Regions from separate parts of the Sus scrofa genome. Here region 2 is linked to region 1. Evidence: chromatin contacts called from public HiChIP or PLAC-seq data. All regions are on one chromosome and are shown on one strand. Each heading gives the region's core, a stretch centred on a gene start, on an enhancer-like site or on the middle of the called end of the contact. The rest is flanking DNA. Distances are from core to core; before and after follow the strand shown. Region 1 has its middle 62 kb from the start of ETS2. Region 2 overlaps ETS2 (protein C-ets-2).

Region 1 (5,815 bases), core at 469-2,968:
CTTCATATCAGGCAGTGTTGCTAACGATATGTCTAAATTCTAATTCATTTTTTGATTCTCTATGTGGATAATTATATTATTTGGGAATAGTGACCATTTGATTTATTCCCTTACTAACCTTTTGTCTTGTGTTTCTTTTTCTTGTCTTACTGCACAGGCTACGACCTCCAGTGAGTGGAGAATAGAAGTAGTAATAGCAGATTGCCTTGTTGATGCTTTCAAGGTAAAGCTTTCAATGCCGTAACATAACATGAGATTTCTTTATAGGTTTCCTATAGATATCAATGGACAAATTAAGGAAGTTCCTATCTATTCCTGGTAGGTTAAGATTTGTTCTCATGAATGGATGTTGGATTCTATAAAATGCTTTCCCTGCATCTACTGAGATCTTATTATTTTCTCCTTTATTTTGTTTATGTGGTAAATTTACAATGAAGTTTTTTTCAAGTGTTTCTTTCCCATCTTATATTCCTTTATTAAACCCAACTTGGTCATCATGTACTATCTTATTTTTATATTATTGAATTTGACTCGTTAAGATTTGGTTTTGGATTTTTGCATCTATATTGCAGTCATGAGGTTGGCCTGTAATTTTTCTTTCCTGTAATGTCTTTGTCAGGTTTTCTGCTCTTGTGAATGGTTGAGAAATGGTTTTGTTTTTTTCTACTTTTTGGAAGAGTTTTTGTAATTTTAGGGATATTCCTTTCTTAAATATTTTTTAGATTCCAGTGAAGCCCTTTGATCCTAAGGATTTGTATGTGTGTGTGTGTTTGGTGGAGCAGGGGATAGGTAGCCAGCATTAAATTCTGGATTCAATTATTTTAATAGTTGTTAGACTATTTGACGTTTCTTCTTTTACTTTTATTTTTTTTAATTTTTTTGTCTTTTTTTTAGGGCCGCACCTGTGGCATATGGAAGTTCCCAGGTTAGGGGTCGAATCAGAGCTATAGCCGCCAGCCTACACCACAGCCACAGCCTACGCCACATCTGCAACCTATGCCACAGCTGCAAACTACACCACAGCTCACAGCAACGCCGGACCCTAAACCCACTGAGCAAGGCCAGGGATCGAACCCACGCCCTCATGGATACTAGTTGGATTCATTACCACTGAGCCATGACAGGACCTCCTTTTCTTATTTTAAATGCTATTTTGGTAGATTGTATTTTCCAGGGATTTGTCATTTTTTTTTTTCTTTTTAGAGGCCCCCACCTGAAGCATATGGAAGTTCCGAGGCTAGAGTTCAAATAGGAGCTGCAGCTGCCAGCCCACCCCACAACCACAGCAGCTCGGGACCCGAGCCACATCTGCAACTTACACCACAGCTCGCAGCAACGCCACATCCTTAACCCACTGAGTGAGACCAGGGATCAAACCCACATCCTCATGGATACTAGTCGGATTCTTAACCTTCTGAGCCACAATGGGAACTCTGAATTTGTCTATATTATTACCTTAATTTTTAAATTTTTTGCAGGAAAGTTAGCCATTATATCCATTTACTATACTGTACATTGTAGTGCTAATGCCTTTCTAATTCTTAGAACTGGTATTTTCTCTTCTGCATTTTCTTTCCCCTTAATCTGTCTTGCCAGAGATTTATCAATTTCATAATTTTTTCTAAAGAACTTTGACTTTGTTAATTTATTCTATTAAGTGTTTATTATACAGACATGTGACTCATTCCTTCTTAATTTTAGTACTTCCTTTCCTCTCTTGCCAAACCCTGGCTTCCATAATTTCATCCCCATGAGGCTCAGCCTCTCTGCCTTTCTGATGCCATTGCAAGAATCAGAAAAAAAAAAAAAAAAGGCAGCCTGAGACCCAGGCTACCATCTTGGGATTTCATCCTCCCCTGCACCCCAGCCTGGTAAGCCCTGACTATTTTGTTGGCTTTTTGATGCTCTCAAGAAGATTTTTTAAAAATTGCTTTCAGGATTTCTTGCTATCTGGAATTAAACTAGCCAAGCATTACGACATACTATTAGTCTTCTAAACTTAACCCCATGCGTGTGTGTTGGGGGGGGGACTGCTTGTTTTAGTGGCACAATAATGTGTTGATGATAGACTCTATGTTCTGAAGAGTTACGTACATTTTCCTGTGCATCAACTTGAGGATAAGCAGCTACGATAACTGTAAAATTGTGTTGTTGGATTGAGATGGACCCTTACAGGCCCTGCTTTCTAAGGGACTCACAGGAAGTCTTTGCTAGTGAGATTATGAGACTAACATTGATCCAACCCAGATTCTGCTTTTTCCAGGTTATAGAGATCTTTTTTCCCCACTATCTTTGGCTTTTTTTTTTTTTTTTTTGGCTTTCCCTAGATCCTTCTGGTCCTATGCTTTTCTGCATGGTATTGCTTACCTTTCTACTTAAAGGTTTACAGATTTGTCTAGATTATGCTAATGTAATTGCTCATAATTCACTCCAAAGACTTTATTAATTGATATTCGTGAAAGTTTGCTCTTTTCCATACAGGCTTAGAGTAAGAGAAAGGGCTTGTCTTTGGATAGAGAAATCCTGAGCCTAGTCTTTGTTAGAATTCAATAGCAAGAGGAAGGTTCTCCAATCCACGCTTTTGGCTTAAAAAAGACACTTCTGAGTTGGGAGCTAGTCTGAAAATGGGTTTCCCCAAGTGTCCAGAAACATGAGCATTCTGCAACGTTCCCCTACCTCCTGCCCATCTTCTGCCACTCTGTTCCTTAGGATCTGATCTTTAACCCTTTTATCCGTATTTACAGGCGTTATGCTGCTTTCCCTACAGCTCGTATTACTGTCAGGTGGCGCTTTCATGGTATCTTTCTTTCTTTTTTTTTAATTGTATAAAATAATTTGTTTTCATTAGCTCAACGTTCAAAGATGCAAAGACTATTACATGAATAAAGTTATTGATTTTTTCCAGTAACCTCAAACATAATATCTTTTTTAAATATTTGGGTAATCTACAAAGAGATGGGACGAGAGGCCTGTAGAAAACATAGGCAGATAAAAGTCCTATAGTATTACATGAGAAAAAGAATCGCGCTAGAAAAAAGCGAAATCAAGTTTCTCTCTTGACCTTAAACTATGAGCTGGGATATATTGTTCCAACAGACCTGAGTAAATTTTTATTTATTTATTTATTTATTTATTTATTATTTTTTGGTGTATTTGTTTGTTTTTCTGCTGTACAGCATGGGGACCAAGTTACACATACATGTATACATACTTTTTCCTCCCATTGTTTTGTTGTGATCTAAGTGTCTAGACATAGTTCTCAATGCTACACAGCAGGATCTCATTGTAAATCCATTCCAAGAGCAATAGTTTGCATCTGTTACCCCCAAGTTCCCTATCCCTCCCACTCCCTCCCTCTCCCCTCAGGCAGCCACAAGTCTATTCTCCAAGTCTATGATTTTCTTTTCTGTGAAAAGGTTCATTTGTGCTGTATATTAGATTCCAGTTTTTTGTCTTTCTCTTTCTGACTTATTTCACTCAGTATGAGAGTCTCTAGATCCATCCATGTTGCTGCAAATGGCATTATGTCATTCTTTTTATGGCTGAATAGTATTCCATTGTGTATATATACCACATCTTCCTAATCCACTCATCTGTCAATGGACATTTGGGTTGTTTCCATGTCTTGGCTATTGTGAATGGTGCTGCAATGAACATGCAGGTGCATGTGACTTTTTTAAGGAAAGTTTTGTCTGGATATATGCCCAAGAGTGGGATTACTGGGTCATATTGCCCAAGAGTAGTTCTATGTATAAGGGTCATATTGCCCAAGAGTAGTCATGGGTCATATTGCCCAAGAGTAGTTCTATGTATAAGTAGTTCTAAGGTACCTCCATACTGTTCTCCATAGTGGCTGTACCAGCTTACATTCATGGTATCTTTCTTAATTATGGGATAATATCTCCCTCCATGAATGTTCCGACAAGTTCATGAACTCTCAAGAAGCCCAAGTTCCGAGAGTTCCCACAGAATAATGACAGGTTCCACAAGCCACAGAAATCTTCTCATTCTTTCATCATCATATCCTAACCACATTGCTTTTAAGGAGGTAGAAGCAATGGGAAATTTTCTGATGCCCTCCCACCTCCATTCTTCCTTTAAACCATCTATGTTCACCTGTGTGGACAGCCAACCCCTTGCCCTGCCACAGACCCTGCTGGAATTCCTATAAGGCAGTGAAGTTGTATGTGTTTATGAATATGTGCGTGTGTCTATAAAATAAAACAGTTCTGGAGTTCCCGCTGTGCTGCAGTGGGTTAAGAATCTGACTGCTGGGGTGCAACAGGATTGGCAGTGTCTCTGCAGCACCAGGACACAGGTTCAATCCCCAGCTCAGTATAGTGGGTTAAAGGATCTGGCATTGCCGCAGCTGTGACATAGGTTGCAGCTGTAGCTTACATTCAATCCATGGTCTGGGAACTTCTATGTGCCGCAGTGTGGCCATAAATAAATAAATAAACAAACAAATAAATGAAACAATTTTAAAAGGCTAAACAAAGAGACGTGTCACCCATAATCCCATCACCATAAAGCAACCAACATTAATACTTGAGTACTATTATCTGACTCTGAATATTTTGTCTTCCATATCCTCATATCCTCTCCAGGATTGAGGAATAGCATGACTTTTTTTGTTTGTTTTTCTTGTGAATGTCACAGGTGAAAAGCTAGTTTTTTCCCTTCAATACCCATTTCCTCAATTGCTCGTGGTACTATTTCTCTTTTTAGAAATATTTTTATTTTTTCCATTATAGCTGGTTTACAAGGGACTATTTCTTATAAACTACGTGCTCATTGGACTTGCTCTGTTGTTCACACCCCATTCCCAGTCCCATGGGGTTTCAGTGTATCACTTAGCCAACAAAAAGATGGAAAACAATTTTATGATATTTTATACATCACAATATTTTATACATGAGGATATTTATACAATATTTTATCTACCATAGTGTGAAATAAAGATGCAGGGCTTCATTTTTCAGCCCCAGCCTTCCACCATTTAGTGGAGCTAGAATCCCCAGTTCCCTCACCCTTGTGGGTGGGGGATCCCGGAAACTCGTGTCCTCTGCCTTCGAGGGGCTTCAGTCTCTCCCTCCCACCTCGTGCTTGTCCATCTGTTTAGCATTTGTTCACTCAACATGCATTTATGATGCCTAAATAGACCAGGTGCCATCCCAAGTGCTGGGAATAAAGGAAAGAGCAGGTCCTGGTGGAATTTACAGCCTGGAGAGAGACAGAGACGCCCAGTATGATAAACAAATGGATGTGTAATGTAACATAATGTTCCATTTGCTCTGAAGAAAAAAAGACAGTTCAAGGAGGTAAAGATTGACCAGGAGAAAGGGGTAGTAAGAACAACCTTGAACAAAATTACACGTTCCACCGTGCCCTGTTTTATGATCAGAAGAAGCATCATGACTGTGCTTTCTTTCTGAGGCCACACACACACACACACACACACACACACACCCTGGCAACCCCCTGACAGCAGTGACAGTGTCTGTCTCACGTCGGAGTGCCCTCAGCAGCTCTTAGGCCTGACTGATACAGTTTTGTTAAACCATAGAAAACCTTTTCAGGATGCCGCCATTCCTTTAACCTGACTGACCAGCAATTTCTGGAAGTTTCTGGAATTTTCTGGAGCACCTCCCCCTCCCATACATACCCTTCAGCAACCTCTGTCTGCCCAGTCAGGAGTTTCCAGGGCCTTCCCACAGGTGTCCGTGCTTATCTGATATTTACTGACTGCAGCTCTGTAAAATGATATTTGAGGGTTTGGAAGGTTTCACTCCATCCGTTTGGTTGGGTGTCAGGT
Region 2 (5,816 bases), core at 951-3,450, 84 kb after region 1:
TCAGCGCCCCACCCCCGCACCCCAACGTCTTCTGTACGATTAAAATAGGAATACTATTTTTGGAAACCGGCGACTCCTTTTCAGAGATCAGGAGGGATTTATGTAGCAGCTATTTTTACTGCAAAAGTAATTCACTGGGGAAAAAAAATGGAATTTGTAAGAAAGTTTTATTTTTATCTCAGCGCCATGTAAAGTTAACCTATTGTACAGAGCTGAAGGTTCGGGATGTGGGGGGGAGTCTTTATTAAACCTCTTGGATGTGAGCGAAGCATGATTTGTCCCATCCTGTTCACCTGTCGCGTCTTGGGCTTTCTGGATACCCAGCTGCTGCTTTCTGTTTCGAGTCTGCAGTTTCTTGCTTGTTTGTTTTCTTATTTTCTCAGACACAGAATGCCCGGAGGCAAAGAGAGGGTAAGCAGATGGGGAAGAAAAGGCATTGGGATCATTCAGCCTTGAACAGGGTGGAGACTTTTGTAGTCGTTCCAGAGGAACCCCTGGGTCAGTATGTGCTCCTGGCTTTGGCGAATGATCAAGTCGAGTTGACTTCAAAGTCAGACGGCCTTCCCTAGCAGCATGAGGGACAAGTGGGCCAGCAGTGACATCTGCAAAGAAGGATCGAACCATCCATGCGATGAGCGGGAACGGGGCATTGGGTGGTGGGGCAAGCGAGAAGGACAGAACCAGCACGGGGGTGACTCGGTCTCAGTCCTGACCCAAGATCCCTTCCCATGTCTTTAAGCACAGGATGTTTTTCTCACGCAGGACCTGTTTATCTCTCGGACATCTGTTTAAAACATCAACAGACATGTGACTGGAATATCTTGCTGCTGAAAGAAATCTCAGCCATCAGCTTGTTTTACGTGGGGTTGGACCCTGTGAAACTGCCAATATTTGTCTGTTTTATCTACAGGGTTGGCAGTTTCATGTGGTTCAACTCAAAGAGTTATGGGACATTAAAAGTCCCTTGTCAACCTTTGGCGTGGTAAAGAACAGAACTTAAGTATAAAAATTTTGTAATTTGGCTTTTTCTCTCTCCAATAATAAAGTATTTTGTTTATATAAACTCCTCCTCGTAAGGGTCCTCATGCTTTGTCCCCATCCCAACATGGAGTGGGGGTGCTGGGGCCAGAGCCTCTGGCCACTCAGCAGTTCTGTCGCTCAGCGTCACATCTCCCTGGAACTGGTCATACCCATCGCCTGGTAAATCGGGATCAGGCTGGAGCCAAATGTGAGCCCTTCCTGAGGGAATTCCCCAAAAGTGTTTCTTAAAGCAAAAAATTCTTTCCAGGAGAGATTAGAGTAGAAAGCTGCAGGCAGCTTGTCTTTGCTCAAAGTTTGGCAGAGGTAGATTTTAGGATGTTTCTATTAAGAACATGAGGATGTGGAGTTCAGGAACTTTTGTAATTGAGGCCAGGACTCCTAGAGCGCTGACGTTGCCAAGGTGACTTGCCAAAGACAAAGGCGATGGCCCCAGGACACCTGTGCTCACATTCATTCTTGGGCCTCCTTTTCACGCTCCAAAATCTGAGGATTCCAAAAACTAGGTGGATTATATCATTGGCGTCCTGGCACCCACTGGCCACAGGCTAATGGTGCAGGCCTCTTCCCCACTTTGCCTCAGTGAGGTGTTGGTAGCTTGAACTTGGTCGGAATGAGTATTTACACCATGGAAACTGGCAAACACTCCAACTCGGGGCTCCCCCACCCCCAACCCTTCTCAGGGAGCTGGTTTTACCAGCTCACCACTGGTCATCAATGTTAGAAATTAAAACAAACTTTAAAATATGGCTCCTTTTTAAAATAACATGTCCACATTCACATTTTTCGGAGAAATAATTTTTCCCCCAAAGTGAGAATGGCATTGTTTCACATGTTTTCAAATCTCTGATGTCTGGTTTAATAGCAAAGAGCTGGATTCTGATACTGGCTTCTGCATCAGTCTGTTGTGATACATTTTGAGGGAAATGAGGCCTCACACAGATCTGTGATTGGAAGAGGGAGGAGTGTTTATGAGCTGATAATGGCATATTGTTTTATAGTACACCTAAACCGACAAATGATAGTTTCTTAAAGGTTAATTGCTGTTAGAATATGAAACCGTATCAATAAACTTGCCTATGATTGCAATAAATTACGTTGATCCGTCTTGCACTTTGAGTGGATCTTTTACCCGTGTGTGATTTTGTAACACGCATTAGTCATCGGAAAATATTGCTTCAAAATGTTGACCCATTTCAACATACACTATCAAACTATCACAGTAGTTACTACCACCACTAATTTCACCAGAAAAAATCCCTGAGAAGCTATCAAGCTCACAGTGGCAGATGCAAGTTTTCAAAAAATTCAAAATTTCACTTGAAAGCTCAAATTTTATCATGGGCAACAGATATTCTAAGGGTTTTTTGTTTGGTTGGTTTTTGGGTTTTGGTTTTTTTTGCTTTTTAAGGCCACACCCGTGGCATATGGAGGTTTCCAGGCTAGGAGTGCAGTCAGAGCTACAGCTGCTGACCTATACACAGCCACAGCAACATTAGAACTGAGCTGTGTCTGCAACCTACACCACAGCTCACAGCAATGCCAGATCCTTAACCCACTGAGCCAGGCCAGAAATCGAACTGACAACCTTGCGGCTCCTAGTCGGATTCGCTTTTGCTGCACCATGACAGGAACTCCATTTTTTTTTTTAAATACCTTTTCCAAAAGGTATTTCATTTACTTTTTGAAATACCTGTCAAATACACAAGTCTGAATAAATGTAATTCATCAGTTCTTTCAAATACAAATGGTGCTTATGAATGAGGTGGTTAGTTTAGCTTGCAACTCAAACACACCACTGCATTTTCCGGGACAACCAGTCTACTTCAGTAGCACTAGAACTGTGTACCTTCCATATTATTACCCAGAAATGAAAAAGATGTGTATTTACTTATTAAGAAACTTAATTTTTACTACTTCCTCAGGGATAGTTTTAAAGAAAACTGGTATTTTTTTCCCCTGCGAGTACCTGGCAAAAAATGCATTATGATCCAGTGCAGTTTTACCCGCCTTTGATTTTGCACCATCAGTGCAGACATCAACAAAGTTTAAAAAGCAAATATTTAATTGTTATAAAAATATTTTGACATTGAGGATACCCCCTGAAAGGGTGTTGTCTTTGGACTTCACTTTGAGGACTGTTCTAGAAATCAGAGACTCTCACCAAGAACAACAGGAGTCGAAGCGGGGCAGGGAGGTGGGAAGATAAACATTTTCCCTTTGTCTCACTAATCCAGTGTCTGTATTTCCAATATTACCCTTTCAGAGCCAGTTGAGAGGAAGCACTTTTTATTTAAAGCAAAAAAATAATTCTCCAAATACCATATGCTGTAACCTATGTGGTGTCTGAAGAATAATACAATCTAATGTATATGCAAGACAGAAACAGACTTTCAGATAGAGAATACAAACTTGCGGTTGGGGGAGGGGTAAAGGGGGGGTTACAAGGGGAGGGGTATGGGGTTAACAGATACACTCTACCATACATAAAACAGAGAGGCAACAAGGATATGCTGTATAGCACAGGGAATTGTACTCATTATCTTATAATAACCTAGAGTGGAATATAATCTGCAAATATACTGGATTACTACGCTGTACATCTGAAACTAACACAATATTATAAATCAACGACACTTTTAAAAAAGTAATGAGGAGTTCCTGTTGTGGTTCAGTGGTAACAATCCCAACTAGTATCCATGAGGATGTGGGTTCGATCCTTGGCCTCGATCAGTGGGTTAAGGATCTGGCGTTACAGTGAACTGTGGTATAGGTCACAGACGCTGCCCAGATCCTGTGTTGCTGTGGCTGTGGCGCAGGCCAGCAACTGTAGCTCCGATTTGACCCCTAGTCTGGGAACTTCCCCTAGTCGCCCTAAAAAGACAAAAATAAATAAATAAATAAATAAAAATTTAAAAATTTATAAAATAATAAAGAAGTCTGCCATAAAAAAAGGAGAGGTGTTCCCTTGTGGCTCAGTGGGTTAAGGATCCAGTGTTGTCACTGCTGTGGCTCAGGTCACTGCTATGGTACAGGTCTGATCCCTGGTCTGAGAACTTCTACATGCGGTGGGCGTGCCTCCACCCTCCAAAGAATTTTTTAGTGTCTCTGTGATAAGTTTCCTTCACACAGGCTAAAGGGGACCCTGTCAATGTCTTTCCAGCCTCACTCTGTCCTTCTCCATGTTCCACTCAAATTCCAAGCCTTGTTAAACATGTATATTTTATTTATTATTTATTCTTCATTTTTTTTTTTTTTAGGGCTGCACCTGAGGCATATGGAAGTTCCCAGGCTAGGGATCAAATGGGAGCTGTAGCTGCTGGTCTAGGTCACAGCCACAGCAACATGGGGCCCAGGTCGCATTTGTGACCTACACCACAGCTCATGGCAATGGTTGATCCTTAACCCAGTGAGTGAGGCCAGGGATCAAACCTGCATCCTCGGGGATACCAGTCAGATTTGCTTCCACTGAGCCATAAAGGGAAATTCCTTCCCACCCCTGCAAAAAAAAAAAAAAAAAAAAAGTATTTTAAACACTACTATTTAAAAAAAAAAAAATATTTTCCTAAATAGTCAATATGAGGTCAAAATGAGATGAGGTTCTTGTCTTACAGCTTTTTCACATGGTGGAAAAAAAGCAGAACTAATTTGCCTTTAGCCCCTGCCCTCCTCCCCACGTCCTGGCCACTCCTCATATTGGTGACCGGAGAGCCACCAACGGTGGGCACCCACAGCACCTAGTGACCGGGAGCCTGATGGGGCTGTTGGGTTGGGTGCGTGAAGTATAGGGTGTGGGGCCAGCGGAGGTGGGCAGGGTCCAAGGAGAGGGGCGGGGAGGGGAGCAAACTGTTTCATCACCGCTTTTGGAAACATCTAATTGGCAGGAGGATTTACTGTGCTTCGGAACCAGACCTTGGGTTTTAGATCTCACCCAGCTGTGGTGCACTTGTGTATGACCGTGGGCACGTGACTTACTCTGTGCCTCTGTTTCCCGGATGGCAGTGGGTGGATGCACCTGCTGTTGGTGTCAGACTGTTGGGTGTCAGTGGCTTGGGCTCCATTTAAGTCATGACCAAGCCTTCCAGGAAGGGTTCTGCCAAGGACAGATGGCTCCTGACGGTCACGGCTCTTTTTCCAGAAGAAGCCCTGAGAAACAGCTGGTCCTTTGGTGACCCACCCAGGATTCAAACCCGGGTCTTCGGTTTCCTGGTGTTCTCTTGCCGAGGTGACCACCCACATTTTGTTGATGTCCTTATAACTACTACCCAGGGGCTCTCCCAGGCTTCCGTGACTGCTCTTGGCTTAAATTTTAATGATCTGGGAACCTCCCACCAGAGAACACACTGTCCTTATTTGTTTGATCAGCAGCTGGCAGTGGCTCGGCTCTCTCATCCAGAGCCTGGACCAGAGATTCATCTGCCTTTTCTCTAAGAGCAGAGCAGAGCAGAGGGTAAGACTCAGGCAGGGAAGGAGGAAACCCCTTATTGTGTAACTCTTTTGAATCATCTGGGCAGGGTTAGAACATGTGATGCTGCTTGAAACCTAACATGTGAGGAAAGACCATTTTTGGTAAGAGCTGGTGTGTTGACACCTTTGCAACTGGAATTGGTATGACCTCTGCCCATGTGCGATGAGTAACTGATGCCTCCTCGTCTACCAAATGCATGTTCAGATAGCAAAACAGCCCAGGATTGCCACATCAAGTCCTCGTCCGTTGTTTCCACGCCTATGGCTTCATACTCCAAGTGCATGTAACCAGGGCTCAGCACGCGCATGTG

Evidence for each region. HiChIP or PLAC-seq counts read pairs in DNA pulled down with a chosen protein or histone mark.
Region 2: a contact with region 1 is called in an H3K27ac HiChIP or PLAC-seq map of alveolar macrophages. The contact joins two enhancer-like sites. A contact is called at or near these places in 2 of 47 Hi-C or Micro-C datasets (epiblast stem cells and liver) and 1 of 2 datasets of contacts at active chromatin or transcription factors (alveolar macrophages).

The regions. Positions count from the first base shown.
Region 1 is chr13:202,399,448-202,405,262 of Sscrofa11.1, forward strand. No RefSeq gene overlaps it. Among named protein-coding and RNA genes, the nearest start is that of ETS2, 62 kb to the right of the region's middle. Within about 2 kb of position 1,719, at least 1 of the 83 cell types and tissues checked has an H3K27ac peak or open chromatin away from gene starts, as enhancers often do. A contact at or near this core is called in alveolar macrophages, where this site is marked.
Region 2 is chr13:202,482,466-202,488,281 of Sscrofa11.1, forward strand. ETS2 (protein C-ets-2) reads left to right here. Exons shown (of 10, transcript XM_021070986.1): 10 at 1-1,069. Among named protein-coding and RNA genes, the nearest start is that of ETS2, 21 kb to the left of the region's middle. Within about 2 kb of position 2,201, at least 16 of the 83 cell types and tissues checked have an H3K27ac peak or open chromatin away from gene starts, as enhancers often do. A contact at or near this core is called in alveolar macrophages, where this site is marked.